2 separate regions of the Xenopus laevis genome follow, and region 1 is linked to region 2. Evidence: chromatin contacts called from public Hi-C data. All regions are on one chromosome and are shown on one strand. Each heading gives the region's core, a stretch centred on a gene start, on an enhancer-like site or on the middle of the called end of the contact. The rest is flanking DNA. Distances are from core to core; before and after follow the strand shown. Region 1 holds the start of capza2.L (capping actin protein of muscle Z-line subunit alpha 2 L homeolog). Region 2 has its middle 32 kb from the start of tes.L.

Evidence for each region. Hi-C and Micro-C count contacts between places; a contact is called where the count stands out from the background.
Region 1: a Hi-C map of the XTC cell line shows a contact between it and region 2, with 4 times the contacts expected there. The contact joins the promoter of capza2.L here to the enhancer-like site in region 2. A contact is called at or near these places in 2 of 4 Hi-C or Micro-C datasets (the XL177 cell line and the XTC cell line).

The regions. Positions count from the first base shown.
Region 1 is chr3L:74,925,283-74,930,517 of Xenopus_laevis_v10.1, reverse strand. It overlaps capza2.L (capping actin protein of muscle Z-line subunit alpha 2 L homeolog), which reads right to left and starts at 1,552. Exons shown (of 10, transcript NM_001092030.1): 1 at 1,273-1,552. The coding sequence starts at 1,311.
Region 2 is chr3L:74,573,125-74,578,437 of Xenopus_laevis_v10.1, reverse strand. No RefSeq gene overlaps it. Among protein-coding and RNA genes, the nearest start is that of tes.L, 32 kb to the left of the region's middle. Within about 2 kb of position 2,722, at least 1 of the 7 cell types and tissues checked has an H3K27ac peak or open chromatin away from gene starts, as enhancers often do.

The sequences.
Region 1 (5,235 bases), core at 303-2,802, 350 kb before region 2:
TAATATGGCAGCTGCTATCCTAAATCAATAAGAAAGCTTCTAGAGCTGTTTACTAAGGTATGGTAAAGCATTCTACAGAATAAATATGTTCTAGGGTGCACTATTATAGCTAATCTATTGGCAATGAAATGCCTTGGTAGCTTTTCTTCTCCTTTAATTGGGTAAGGTACTGAAGAATCTTGGTGGACCATGACTGACGCTGGCACATAAGAGAAATCAGAGTCAGAGAAAGAAGCGGCTTCTCTGTGTATTGTAACCATTTGTCTGGAAACCCAAGCTGTCGGAAAATGAAGTTCGACCACTGTAAGGCCGAACTATTGGACTGAATGAATCCACAGGCGGACAGATTGTGTTTATTAAAAAAAAATAAAGCAGTCTAAAGTATTTTGACTTTTCTGCTTCAAAGTATGATTATGGATTACAAGCTCTTACAAACAGTGCTCTGTCTAGCAATTGCAAAAGAATAGATTTAGATGGCATTCTTTGTATTTCACACATTTATGGCACTATGGAATAGGTCGGTCTATACAAATAAATGTCTGGGCAAATAGTCCATGTTTTGCTCAGTTGTCCCACAAGCCAGATAATAGTGAGGATCAGCACAAATGTTGGGCAGCATAAATGGATCGCTGTCATTTGGGAAACTAATCAGAGACATTATAACCCTCACCCCCCATTGCTGGTAGTGCCTGCCATTTGTAACAGTGTGGTGTGGAAGTTACAGTACTGGATTTATCAATGCTGTGAGGAGAGATTAGGCAACATAAAGGAGAGATGATAGATATGAGCTGCTCTAAGGCCCACAGTTGGGCTACTATATACCGTCCAGTCTATGCCCCATAAAGTGACAGACCCCAAAGGGAAAGAATGGGAGGGGGTGACAGCAGACAGTTTGCAACAGACAGACAAGTTTGCAGTTGGCCTGGGGGAGGTCTCAAGCCTCCTGGCTCCTATTTTCGTGCATTAGCCGTACATGGAGCGGCAACACTAGAGGAGGAGGAAGAGCCAAGCCGCTGGCCGCACTGCCTGTCCTATTCCTTCCGGCCTGTACTTATGCTCGTTACAGGGTCTGCAGCATTTTAACCAAAGTGCTCTCACCTGAATTAACCCACCGTGTTCAGAGGGCGGCTTGCGACCCCTCGCCCAGTTATTCAAAGCAGCATTGGCCTCTACCAGCAAACGGGATGGGGAGGGGATTGAGTCCTTCTTACTGGACACCTCTACACTTTAAATGACAGCTTTCATATCGTATACAAAGAACCAACAACCAACCTTCTCATCATCAGACAGCTGCTCCTCCATGTCGGCCATCTTCTTCGCCCCCTTCTCTTGACTGCTCGTACCCGTGGGGCGGGGTCTCGCCGTGTGGGAGAGGAAGCCGAGAGCGCGCACGGGCAGGGCAGAGAGGGCGCGTACAAGCTATGTGGAAGGAAGCTGAAACGCAGCCATGACAGTTATTTGATCAGTAGCGAAGCAGCGGTGCCCCCTTTTGTGCTACAGTAAATATGTCATTGCAGGGGTTTAGCCACCGTAAAACCGCGAGCCTGGGAATATAGACACAGCTTAATCGCGTGTACTTCCGTGCACCATGTTTTACGTCACTGCCACGACCCACGTGAAATACATTTCCGGGAAACTGATAGTGTGTCATAGATATGAGGCTGTGGGCTCTGCCCAAGCTCGACGCTTGAGGGCATGGTTAGAACTGGGCGCAGCTCTGTAGCTGAGGGTTCTGCGTTTAGGTTTTGTCATCAAGCTCTTTCACTGCTCCAGCCTTCTTATGATGGTGCCACAGATTCTGATCTGAATAGAAGATACAAATATTAAAGGAGACAGTGTGTGCAAAATAAGTGTGCCAGTGCATTATACTCCTTAAACTGTAGAAGGAATGTGCTTTAAAAGGGATTTTGTCTGGTTGATTTATTAGAAATGACTGCAAGGACTCTACTGGTCCCACCCATCTGTGTCACTTCCTGCTGCCTGAGCAGCTACACTGACCTGATAGAGAACTGGAGCCTAGCTTTGCTTTGTGCATACCAACCAACATTCAAAAAATGGAAAGAGGGAGGAAAGGTTGTGTGGGAATTTTATGGCCACACCCCCTATTTACCATGTCAATTTTACAAAATGTGGCAGGTTGTGAACACATTTCTGGGAGTTTTAGTGCAATGTTTTCTGTGTTATAACAGTTTTGCGAATAAAGAGGAATTGCTCTTTAAAGGGGTTGTTCACCTTCCAAGCACTTTTTTTCAGTTCAGTTGTTTTCAGGTTGTTCCCCCAGACTTTTTTTCCAATTACTTTCCATTATTTATTTTTTACTGTTTTTCTAAAATCGAAGTTTAATGTCCCTGTCGCTGTTGTTTGAGTCTGGCAGCTCAGTAATTCAGGTGCAGTCTCTAAACTGTTACAGTTGCGCAACAGTCAGTTAATACATTTCTCAGCAGCATCTCTGGAGTATTAGCAACTATTGTATCAGTTCTAACAGCTGCCTGTAATGAAACCCAGAGATTCTGCTCAGCAGGGTCAAAGATAAGAAATGTATCAACTAAATGTATTAATTTAGAACAGTTTACAAGGTCTGCGACCCCCCCCCCCTTCCCAGAGCTGCTTTAGAAGTTGAAAAATTACACTTCAATGTTAGAAAAATAGTCACACATAGAAAATAAAAGTAATTAGAAAAAGTTATTTCTGGTGATCTATCTGAAAATAACTAGTTGTTTGAAGGTGAACAGCCTCTTTAAGATGCTAGTCTCAGTTCTCGCAAGAGACCTGCTTATCTTAAATTGTTATAATTTTATCTTTGTTTATGTTAAATTGTTGAAACTGTTCAGTGCAGGAGATCAAAGAGAAAGTTAGGACATTTCAGTAAGAAACCCGGGACTGCAGGCTGAGCTGTCAAAATCAGGACTGTCCTGAAGAAAACTGGACAGTTGGGAGGTATGTTTGTGTGACTGCAGAGTTGTGATATGATATTCCCCTCCTACTGTGCTTCTGGCAGGGATCATTAGGACACGCATACCCCTCATTTGGACAGGGCCAGATTTTGAAATGAGGTGTCCCCTAGGCCGATGAAGGTAGTGGGCTCCAACCCGCCGTGACTATGCTCACTTCCTCTGCCCTCGGGCCTACACTCCTCGGCCATGACTGATCTTTCTTCCCCCCACCAATGGCGTGCACTTCCTTCCCAGCTCCCATTACCTACCGTGCCTGCCATCTCCCTCCGCACTACTAAAAGGAAGAATGGAGCTGCACTGCAAACTAGGTGGACAGGAGATTAAAACAGCTGTTGAATCTCTTGTCCAGCGCCATTTTATTTGCAACCTCTACTAGTAAGCAACAGAGCAGCATGCCGCCCCTAAAACATTTCTTGGGATGTGTCCCTGACCAAACTGGTCCCCTAACCATTAGATTTTAAAGGAGAGAGACTGCCAAGACCAAAACCTGCTTTCACAGGCTTAATCCTCCCCAGCTTGTCCAGGCCACCTGCCATTTTTAAAGGAATCAGACCACCATTAAAGGGACAGGTGTGGGGGTGCTGCAGATACAAGAGGTCCTTTGCACTCAACTCATTATCACTATATTTAAGACATTGAGACATTTGTACATACAACTACTATAAAATGCCTTACGCTTTAAACAAAACAGGTATTGTTTGTCCATATATTGCAATATATTTAAGCTGGGCAACTACGTCAAAGTCATCACATATCTGGCCAGTCCTACACTCAATTTTCATCTGATTTATTAAGAATTCTATTGCTTCAGGGACTAAGTTTTACCTGCAACTTGCTGCTTTCAAGGTTAAAACTCCCAAACATGGTTGCCCTTTTATTGGTCACCACTGGGATCACCTGACTATAGCTGGGAAGTATGGGAGCTACAGCATTGAGCTGGTGGTGCTGCAACTACTTGGAAGTTTGACCATACTTCCTGCAGAGCAACTCTGCTAAAGTACAAAAATGCATAAAAAGTGGGGTTGTGGGAATGCTCGAAGACTAAATAAAATATGTACAATGCACCACTCTTTACTACTAGAGTTTATTTCTGTTGGACATTCAGGACATTATGCCACTGATAATCTATCCCAGCTTTCTATAAGGGCCTTTTCCTTATTTGTGGGACATATATTAGGACTTTGTTTTACTTTCAGCCCTTTTGGGCACTGTCCACAGATAATGATAATGTTATGCCTATTCACTGACCATAAGGGTTTTTACATTGGAGCTTACTGTATTGCAATAAGGGGACTTAAATTACTATAGTAACCCATAATGTCAAGGGCATTAACTCTCCCACAAAGCAGAAAGTAGCTGCCTCATCTTATCTTAAGTCACATGCTGATTTTGTAACTTTACAGGAGACCCACTGGACTGATAGCGTTCTGACCTTATGTAGTCTTTGTCCCCGAAACAGTTATGTTAGACACTGAAACTAGGTACTTATTACTTTATGGCACTATCCTAGGCAAACCAATTACCCTTATGAATATATATGCATCTTCAGAAAGCCTTCAATAATTTATTTAGATGTGTTCTCCTTGTTGCTCAAACATGTGCAGCAGACACTGGTTTTACTAGGAGATTTTACTTAAGTAATGAATCCTAAGCAGGATAGGAAAGGCCCAGTCATCTCAACTTCCTCATTAGCTCCAAACTATCTGAAACAGCATCCTCACGATTCCTACGTAATAGATCCCTGGCGATATTTTCACCCTAATACAAATGGCTACACTTTCTATTCAGCTCCTCATAATTCCTACTCCAGGATTGATTGTGTTTATATTTCTCAATCTGGATGTCCCTGGTCGGCTTCCAGGAGAACATGCATGGCGTCTGTATGAATCTGTCCTGACAGCTTTTGCATTATGTAATAAGATTGCTGACGCCATTGAGAATTATTGGGTTGATAATTTAGACAAATCACTTTCCATGAGCATACTCTAGGCTGCCCATAAAGCCCATAATCAGTATTGCCTCACACACAAAAAAAGATTGTTACTGCTGAAAAAGGGTGTCTCTAATGTGCAACACCTACATAAGCATAATTCCAGCTCACATGCTTTGGCAGCCCTGATGCAAGCCTGTCAAACACAGGTGAGTCCCTTAGGCATACACAACATCAATTTTTCTGTCTCAAAGATAAGCTGGACCACATTTTAACTAGGAAGCTCCAGCAAGACCAGGGTTTTTGGGCCCATGTTGTCTATTAGGACTGCTGATGGGATAGTTGTTAAAG
Region 2 (5,313 bases), core at 1,473-3,972:
TATATATATATATATATATATATATATATATATATATATATATATATATATATATATATATATAGACATCATCATCCTTGATAATGTGTACCAAATGTTAGACACAAATGGTATGTGAAAGCCAAGTCCAGGTTTGGACTTGGCTGGCGGAACACTGGAAAAAAACCCCGGTGGGCCCTGGCTCCCATGTGCCCCGTCGGTCCAGGCCCCCTACCTGAATTGGCTGTCCTCTGTTTAGGAGAAGGAGGGAGCTCAGCGGTGTGCGGGGGCAGCAGGGCGGGTATTTCAACCTCAGGAGGAGGGCCCTTGGTGTTGTAACCCTGGTGGGCCCCCAATGCCTCAGTCTCACACTGAGGATATTTTGTTGATTTAAATCTAATGCAAGAGAGTGCTGGTCCTTACTTAACCAAGTAATATATCAAACAATAATATATATATATATCTATATATATATATATATATATATATATATATATATATATATATAGGCACTCTGTGTAATTGATATGTACAAAACCTGAGCCACTCTATATATATTTAAAATAGCTGCTATAATTATGAAGCAGGTGTGAACAAACTTTAAGGTTACATTTAGAGATACTGATACAAGTATATGTATAAACTGTAATTTTGAGCAGCTTGAGAACATATTCCCCAATGTTAGAAATGAGCCCTGCTACATTTTGTCCAAATATCAATTTTAAATTTTGTGCACACTGGCAGAAAAAAATAATTGAGTTTTCAGATAATATTTTGAAAAGATGCATTTTATTCAAAATATAATTTCTCAACACCTATAAGTAATGATTTATTTAATAAAGTGTTCCAGCATACTAAAATGTATTTTAAAAAGAGTTTAAATTGTGTATATCCATTGTATTTATTTGCATAAAAAGAATCCAGCACAGTGATATAACTCAGAATATGAGGACACAAAATTGCAAGAGCTATTCAGTATTTTGCCAATTAAAGTCCTTTGCAATATTAATATCTATTCATTAAAATTCTATCAAAACACAATTTCTGCTGCAACTTATGTTATCCCATATAAAATTGCCTCTGTGACTCAAAATGTCAAATAATGTAGCTCTACCCTTCCTATTTGACAGGTAAATGCCTTAAGCAGTAAAACCACGTGCCCATATTGCACTACCTGTCTGTACATTGTATGCTGCGGATCTGATGACATAGCAGGAAAATTACTTCTTTTTAATGAATATATCACCAAACATATTCAGATGCAAAAAGATGGAAAGAAATGTTTGTGTCGTTTCAGGTTTTTAATTTTGAGAGCTCACTAAAATCTGTCTATGGTATTCAAATGCATTCTTCAGCCCATTATATTATATTATGTGTACAAACTCTCTAAGTGCCACATGTAGTCCATGTTCTATCATGCTAGGAAAGGTTCAAAAACATTTCATCTGAATGGAATACAGCAAATATTTGAACACTGCTGGATTAAAAATTACAAATTCAAATATAACCTAAAACCATTCTCTTTATTTTCTTATCTTCCTTTTTATGGTAATGCCTCTTTTCGAATACAAGCCTATGGAGAAAAAAAACACTGAGGATTTTAACTAACAGCTTTGCAGGGGGGCTAAAAAGAGCAAAGAAGATTTAGTGGTGAAAAGAGCAAATAAATAGGTGCTCCAAGATTAAAAAGAGGGTAGAAGTACATGCTGAGCTGTTGAAAGACCTCTCCCTGTTTAAAGGGAAATATTGTTTGGTGCTTTCACCAGTGCATGATCAAAATAAGAGGTACAAATTAGTTCATGGCTGCTGAAGATACAAAACATCATGCAGAGAGCTGTCTTTGGGAACGTTTTAATGAGGAGAAGAGGTCATCAGAGTGTGACATTGCTTTTCAGAATTCTTCAAGAACAACACAGACTTCCTGTTCCAAATGTGGTAAAGAATAAAACAACCTTAGTAGTAATCTTACAACTTTTGAACCATGTACCTTGAAAATACAGTGCTCATTTTGTAGCTTTAGTTAGTTATCTCAAAGAAACTGTGCTGTATTTTCCATGTGCTCTGATTTCTAAAGTACGGTAAAAAAAATAATACAATTCTATATTTATACAGCTTCATTCGGGCATCTAAAGAACTGTTATGTTTTGTTGCATTGGGTAAAACAAAACAGTGTCGGTAGGTGAATCCTTTAATATTTCCTCTTAGTTCTGTGTTTATTGACATTGCACTGGCAAACTCATCTGCAGAAAAACCTCTGTAACTCTTCCCCAGTAGAGTACCTCATTGATATTTCCTCTGATTGCAATGTCTGGGTGCTTATCATTTTTAGCATATGCCAGGCAGATACTATAATCTTAAAAGAAACACAGAAAGCTTATATTGCTGATAAAGTTATCCTACCAAGTTATTCTAGATCCTACCAAAAAGCATCAGTGGTTACAACTGGTATGCAAAAAATATACTTATCAATATATCTCACTTTTTTTAAATTCAGATCTAAATATACTTTTACTTTCATTTTATTTTATTTTTAATATGTTTGTATACTAAGTCCCAGGATTGTGAGGATTAAAGTGGGAAACTAACATCTATGAGCTGTGTCATTCTTGTTTTTGCCCTAAAGCATGATACTACATTTGTTTTCATTAAAAACAATTAGTAAACCTGCTCCTGGCTGGTGCTGTCTAATGTATGTCAGGCTGCTAGCCATGTCTATGCTCAGCATGCTGCCTGCCACCTAACACTGTCTGGAGAAGAGCAGCGGGGAGGAGCAAACTTTAAATAGCTGTAGAAATTGACTTCAATGACAACAATGGAGCTTGTGTAATATATTATACTTCAAGGCAAAAACGAAAATGTTCCCAAATTGTGGCCATGATTTAAACTTTTTTTCCCCTTTAGTTTATTTTAATATTATTTTAATGTTCCCTTGCAAAACCATACAAAAGTAGCACAGTATTTATATTAGGATATTTTCTCAATCATTTTTGAAAAATAGGTTTTATAGACTTCCTTGTTGTTTGTGAAAAAAATGTATCTATTGAAGTATCTGTATTTCTATTTACTAGGAACAATTGTCATTTTAAGTGAATCAAACTTATGTTGACGTGCATGCGGAGTTATTTATGCAAAGTATTTATCAATTTGATCTGGAGTTTTCATAAAAGAATTCTCACTGTGTTTATGCATCAAACACTGATTAGTAAAGTGTATAAAGCAGGAATAATATTCATATTTACTTTTGATTGCTAAACTGAACAAATAAGAATATTTATAAAAATTTGTAATGATATTCATTAGTTCACATATATTTTGGAGATAGGGCAGAATAATAGCAGTATTTCAACTGTCCATTTGTGTATCACTATAAGAATACACTGGACAGGATCATAGAAAAATGTTCTAAAACTCACAAAAAATAATTCAAGTTTTAATGTTGGAGAACAAATTTATCTTTGCAAAAAGCTTATTACCTAATCCTTTTTTTTTATAATTTTATCCACACTGTATTCCATTCCTTTCTCATTTCAAGAATACCTCAGTTATACTGTTTTCTATTCTATTCTATAGGCAGAGACAAGTGAAGCTTTGAGGAGGCGTTGATCCTTCCTATAAAGAGATTAATTACTGTATATTCATATATAATGATTAACGGTTATCCAGTAGAGAATATTCTGTTGGTTGCCTTGTCAAAGAAAAATGCTACCCTTTCCCCCCTGTTCCTTTCCCTTTCCTTTATTACTCCCATACCTAAGAGTTCAGTGAAAACCCATTTCTATTTCTTCTACTTTTGCACCCATTCCAAAGCCATTCATGTTCCAAAGAACTCACCTACAGCTTGATACCTACCTGTGATCTCTACCTATGTTTCACACATCACTTGGCTACAATTAGTTTTATTTCAACAAATGGGATAGAGGGGTGTGGGGGGATAGTACAGATTGTTTGTTTCAGTCCTGTTGTTACAAATCAGCATGACTTTTGTTTTCTGGAGCAGATACTCTGAGGGATAGTATTTATTTCTTATGTGTTATTTATATAGCGCTGACACATTTACATAGTACTTCATATATTTTATCCATCAAAGCCTTCCCCAGTGGAGCTTACAATATAAGGTCCCTGTAACATTCACACATGCTGAGACTAATTGTTTTAAGGTAATCAGATCACTGTATAAATGTTCATGAATTTTCAAGTTATCTGGTAACCTTAAATTGTGTCAGAAGCCAGTTAACCTGCTTTTATGTTTTTGGAATATGGGAGGAAATTGGAATACTCGGAAGAAACTCATGTTGACAAAGCAACAGCAGAAAATGAATGGGATGGAAATCACAGGTAGTTTTGGCAAATTAAGGGTCCATTAGACCATATTTAAATCCTCTTGGTACATATGCAGGGAGCCCTTCTGTCTGGAGTCTGGCTGCACCTCATGTCAGAAAATTCTGCCATTTGGCAGGTGTAAGAAGAGGGCCTGTATGCGGTAGCATGGACACCCATGTGCCTCCCCTTTCCCATACCTCATGAATATAGCACTGCCAAATGCAGGCAGCATTATATATATGGGGGTGCCTGGGCTCTGAAACAGCGCACACAGACCCATTGCAATTACACTAGAGTGAAAAGCAGGGTGCAAAGTGCAAAATAAAATGGTGAATTGTACTTGTTTTTTGCACTTCCACTTCGTAAATTACCTCTTTTACTTCCAACCACACTGGGCAATGCAGGTAAAATAGAATTTTTTCCACCTCTATTTTGTAAGTGGATTCTTTATGTTTACTATTTTTTCTGCTGACTGCCTACCCTGATTCATATTACTCTGGACGTGGTGGCAGGCGATTTAATTCATAAATATTTCTTTCATTGCCATATTGTTTTCACATTGTCTATAGTTTGTAACATTACACTTTACTTGTATTTGTGATCACATTATACAGGTATGAGACTTATTATCCAGAATGCTTGAGACCTGGGGTTTTCTGGATAACGTATCTTTCTGTAATTTGGATCTTCATGCCTTAAGTCTACTAGAAAACAAGAAATCTGCTTGATCAATCCAGCTTTTTTATAAAAAAACATGGAGAGAGTTTAAAAGGCATTCGTTTTAATATTATGTTCTGTTACTGTATAACCTGCTCCTGAGCTGCCTCTTCTGATGGTATAAAACTGAATGTGTTGCATTTTCATAGATGTCAGTTTTCCTTATTTTTAGTGTTTGTTTCCACTTTAATGAGAATCTAAACTTTTATCTGTGTAGACACATGGTACACTTTGTTAGTAACATTGCATTCACTTTGGCACCAGAGCAGCTGGAAATTTTTGACTTTAAACTGAAAT